2 separate regions of the Gossypium hirsutum genome follow, and region 1 is linked to region 2. The links are chromatin contacts, called in public Hi-C maps. All regions are on one chromosome and are shown on one strand. Each heading gives the region's core, a stretch centred on a gene start, on an enhancer-like site or on the middle of the called end of the contact. The rest is flanking DNA. Distances are from core to core; before and after follow the strand shown. Region 1 holds the start of LOC107962561. Region 2 has its middle 47 kb from the start of LOC107963529.

Region 1 (2,709 bases), core at 3-2,502, 210 kb before region 2:
TCGGATAATTACAAAACACTTTATACATCAACTTGGGGCTTGTAGCTCCCTGCTAAAATTAAAATTCATCTATGGCGTATCCTAAAAAATTATGTGCCTCATTTCTGTAATTTGGCCAAACGGAGACTGCGAGTTGATACTACCTGTCCTTTGTGCAATGAGGCTCCAAAGGATTCACATCACTTATTTTGGACTTGTAGCGTCTTGAGACAACTCTGGGTTCTTTTGAATCTCTCTTTCGACTCCAGCATTGATACCTCGAATGGAAAACACAATTTGTAATAATTTTCTAGCTGCTGATATGTTGTACAAGAAACTCATTACTATTTCTTTGTGGGCTCTTTGGTATAAAAGGAATAAGTTGGTAAATGAGGGACTTAACTTCAGGATACGTGAACTTATGGGCTTTATTCTGAGCTATGCTCAGGATTTTAGCAGTAGTAAAGTTATTGTCTCTCCTCTGGAAGTACCAATGAACGTTTTGTGGCAACCACCTACAGTTAGGAATATTAAACTGAACTTTGATGCTTCTTTTATGAGCAACACTAATGTATCTATTGTAGCAGTCCTAGCTAGAGATGCGGAAGGCCAGATTATGGGTGCTTGTTGTAGAAATGCGTATGTGTGAAAGGGCTCTTTATTTTGCGTAGGATATGGGCTTCAGTAAACTTATCTTGGAAGGAGACTCCCTGACAACTATCAAAAAATTAAACTCGACCAAAGAGGACAGATCTATCCTTAGATCGATTACGCAAAATATTCAATTATTAGAGAGCTTTTGATAACGTTGTGTACCGTTTTGTTCCCAGAGAGGTTAATAGGGCGGCGCACGCTTTGGCGATGGATGGACGCCATCGAAACACCTCTTGTTTCTGGGTTGAGGAAGCTCCGGATCCTGTTGCAAAGCTAGTAGAGATGGATCAGTCTGCATGGTTTCATCATCGTTAAGGGTTTTCTGAGCTTTGAAGGTTGGAGAAGGTTCAGTTTGAATCTCCATTGCTGGCTTCAAAGCTACCTTCTTTCGGCCCCTTCGAGCTTTGAATGGGTTTTTTCAATCGTAAGGCTTTTGGCTGGTATCCATTTTGGGTTTTTCCTGCTAATGTTTTTGTTTTGTGGCTGTTTGTTTCTTTGGTTTTAGTTTTTTTTCTGCTCTGTTATTGGCCTTTAAACTATTTTGTTTCTACTGTGTGATTTTTGCTGCTGTTGCTTCTATTGTTTCCGACTTTTTGAGCCACCCGACCATTATTAATGTATATCAGTTTATTTCTGACAAAAAAAAATATTTCTGAAAAATAATTTCTAGAAAATAATTTACTTTTTTAGAAAAGTTAATATTTTTTAGTGTTTGGATGATTTTGTGTAAAATATTTTCTGTTATTTGGTAGATTTTTTAAAAATATTTCATAAAAGTTGTTTTCAATAAAACAAACATACATTTGAAGTTTTCTTATTTTTTTATTGTTTAATTGAATTTATTTTTATCTATAATTTTATAGTTTACATTGTTTTTGCATATATTAAAAATATTATGTTAAATTCAAGTTCATTGCAACGTCATTTTTTAATTACATGACTACTAAGTGAGTATTTTTTTATTTAAAAATGTGACATCAACAAAATTGACAAAAAAATTTAATGATATCAACAATTTTTCAAAATTGAAAAGTAAAAGAACTAAATTCTTGAAAATAAAAATAGAAAGACTAAGTTGCAAATCTGTGAAGTGTATATAGACTTACGACATATTTTAACCTTTATACTACAAAACATTTATTATAAATATATTTATAATTGTAATAAATATTTATTATTAAAATAAAATTGAAGTATTAAATAATTTATTAAAATAATAAATTATATTTATTATATTAATTTATTATATGACTAAATATAAATCATTAAATGTGTATGTTTAATAATATTGAAAAACATGATTTTTTCAAAATAAAATTAATATTTATTATCAATATAATAATATTAAGTTTGATTTAAGTTAATTTTTATATAAAAATAAAATTATCTATAGAGAAACTCTTTTCCGAAAAATAACTTACATTTTTCAAAAAGGTAAGTCATTTTATAAGAAAAATCACTCATTTTATGTTGACCTATAACAAGAAAATATAGAAATCATTTTCCATAAAACCTTTCACACGTAGACAAACAGACCCTTAGAGTTTAAACTTAATCTAAACTCCTCCGCCAGCTTGCTAGAGATTGAAAAAAGAAATAAAGTAAAATATTTCCTATAGGTATGAAGACTTAAACACTAAACCTTAAGTAGATACACTAAACACTTAACCACTCAACCAAACCAAATCACACAACAACAACTTGAAAATCAAAAATTCATATTTTTGAGGCATTTCAGATAGTTAAATTTTAATGGTTTTATCCTTGAGTACCAAGTTCGATTTCTCTCTCTCACATTAGTATTTTCTATTTTATGTTGTTTTAAGCTTTTTTATTATTTTAAATTAGTACTTTTAATATATCAACTTCCTTAGTTAAATGGTTAAATATAATAATTTCATTCTTAAGACCTAAGTTCAATTCCCCTTTTCTAAATTATATCTTTATTTTTTATTTTATGTTGTTTCAAGTTTTTTATTTTAATTAATAAATACATTGTTTTCAAAGAAATTATTTTAATTTTTATATGTGTGATATTTATTTCTTTATCCATATTAGGAGTGTAGTAAATTTTAG
Region 2 (2,700 bases), core at 75-2,574:
TTTTTTAACATTCTTTTTTGCAGGAAAGGGTAGGAAACTTTTTACTGCAACTACTGCTATAACTCCTACATCTTCCACCATTTCAAAGGTTGGTTTTGAGTTAATAGTTTAACATGTACATTCCCATAGCTATGGTTTAGATCTTCCCTTCCCTTTACATGTGACTTATGTAAACAGAAAGAAGAGAAGGGAGAAAACAAAGTTATACCAATTTCAACACTCAAACCAGCCGTCGAGGAAGAAAATGGTGGGAAGCAAGAGAAATTCCTTCTTGGTTCACCGATAACTTCCCAAAACCCGGACGTCTATCACCACTATGTCAACATTATGGACATTGTTGAAATGGACTATTCTCCAGCTAGGAGAAAACCTCCAATTCACAACTAAGAGTGGGGGGATTAAAAAAGAAATCCAACATAAAAAGAAGCAAAAGTTTTTCCGGAGAAGGAAATTTAGGGACAGTCTTCCAGGAATGCTGCAGGTTTTTTAGGGTTATGAATGAACTTAAATTTTCACATAATAGTGTTATTAGTTTTATTTTTTCTTATATACTTGTTAGACCATCATTTTTTTTTGGAAGCTACAATATAGGGAAAAGGAAGAGAGATGAGTATTATACGGGACCAAGTGTTTGATTAAACCATCACTTTGGATGATGGAGCAATGATGCATTACATTTTGGGGCCCTTTAGTTTTTTTTTTTAAAAAATTATAAAAGGAGACTTAAATTCAAATTACACTTGTGACGGTTATCACCCTAACTATCATGTCAACATATGAGATTCTGATTCTTTAAATTTTGTAACCTAGAATTAATTTTTTTTAATAAATTTAATTGTTAGTATAAAATATATAACCCGAATTGATAGATGAAAAAAATGTAATTTATTTGATAATACAACCATTTTTTTATAGAAATTAATTAATCAACCGTCGTATGCTTAGTAGATATGATTTTTTATTGGCATTTCAAAAGTGAGGATTTACATTCTATTGTTACGTTTCCACTTCAATTTGAAATATGTATAGAAAAGTTTATAAAAATAAATATATCTCAAAGACATGCATTGGTTGGATAAAGATGAAAATTAATTGAACTGCGGACAGAATTTAATAAAATTGTACAAAAAAAAAGGTGAAAAGTGCAGAATGGGTGAAGGAAGTTGGTATTAAAGGAAGTAGGTATGGACCTATATCAGACATTGAACATTGTATCTTATAATGTTAGTTGGCCACCATAGATTTTGGGCTAGATCCACCATGTTTTACTTATTGATTGCAGGTGAGGACTCACATGTCATCTGCCGGGTCACCTTTGCTGTGGTGTGGCCACAAGTGCCAAGATTTCATGGACCATGCAATTCAACAAATGCTCCTACCTACGTATGGTCTCTCTGTGGGTGTTTGTTGGGGATGGGGACAATGTTTTTGGTTCATTGCAACCTGAAAGTTGGATATTTGATAGATAACTGCATAGCAGTCTCTGGTCCCAATGGAAAATTGCTCACAAAAAAAATCCTTCATTTGCTGCTAACTGCTTTGAACTCCTTATATGCTTCTAATTGAGGGCTGGAAATAGCTTATTTTACGATTAATGTTAAAAGCCAAAATGTTATGTGTTATACTAGGACTGTCTGTAATAAGACTTCAGTGTGTGTAAGACTCTTTGTGGAACCCCTTGGTAGAATCATTCGGTTAATGGTTTGACAAGTAGGCTCACTCATTAGTTGCCATAGCAAGGGACTGCTGCATCAGGTGGGACCGTGTAGGACACTATGGCGCTAACCTACCTGCACCTGCAACATTAGTTCGGCTACTGATATTTGACCCACCAATATGACTCGACATGTGGTATTACAGGACAAGAACTTATCTATCTATATAAGGGCGAGGAAAGGGACCAAGGATATGACATCAAGTCTCTCATTCCTTTTGTCATCTCCCCATTCAACCATAATTTTTTACTGCTCTCTACCCTACAGAGGTGAATCGACTTTACTCCACTACCATCTCTTCCATATTGATCTTTAGTATCAATGTTTAACTAAATGGAGATTCTTCTTCACAATGCTAAATAAAGATTTAATAGTTTTTAAGAATCAAATGATGGGGTCAACAAGTCAAAGAGAGTATTGTTTGATTAGTTTTGGAATTGTCCAAGGAAAAAGATTGTATAGAGGGAATGCACAGACGTTGAAGTTTAGTTAGAACATATAAAACTGGATTTGGATTTTGGATTCAACCAAACTCTCCACGTACCCATAATTGAACGTGGCATATTTGCTTTTAATTAAAACCAAGTACTTCTCTATAATTAATCCATATGTGAAACCAGTTTCCTGCTTGCATCTGCCTTTTCAGTGACCTTCTTTTCCATCCATTTCTCCATCAAACAAGCTCGTCGGAAACTTGACGTTTCTTCATCTTCCTCTTCTACTACTCTGCTTCCGTTGCATTTCCTGCTAGCTTTGCTTTGTTTCTTTTACATTGTTTTCCACTAGACTGGTGTCACCACCATCGATGGAACAGTAGATTTTATCAAGCGGAGTAGATGAAAAAGATGGGTTATCTCTCTCCTGCCTGTACACTGTTTTCTCCAGTCTGTATATGGCTTCTCTTTTATCGGTGAACAAGGGTTCAGAAGCAGCGAAAATAATAACAGAAGAAAAAACAGAAGATTTTCGCTGCAAAGAAATGAGA

What was found. A called contact is a pair of places that touch in the nucleus more often than the background predicts.
Region 1: a contact with region 2 is called in a Hi-C map of leaf, with 4 times the contacts expected there. The contact joins the promoter of LOC107962561 here to the enhancer-like site in region 2. A contact is called at or near these places in 4 of 34 Hi-C or Micro-C datasets (leaf and petal).

The regions. Positions count from the first base shown.
Region 1 is chrA06:9,040,611-9,043,319 of Gossypium_hirsutum_v2.1, reverse strand. It overlaps LOC107962561, which reads right to left and starts at 1,252. Exons shown (of 2, transcript XR_005928377.1): 1 at 1-1,252.
Region 2 is chrA06:8,835,150-8,837,849 of Gossypium_hirsutum_v2.1, reverse strand. No RefSeq gene overlaps it. Among protein-coding and RNA genes, the nearest start is that of LOC107963529, 47 kb to the left of the region's middle. Within about 2 kb of position 1,324, at least 3 of the 9 cell types and tissues checked have an H3K27ac peak or open chromatin away from gene starts, as enhancers often do. A contact at or near this core is called in leaf, where this site is marked.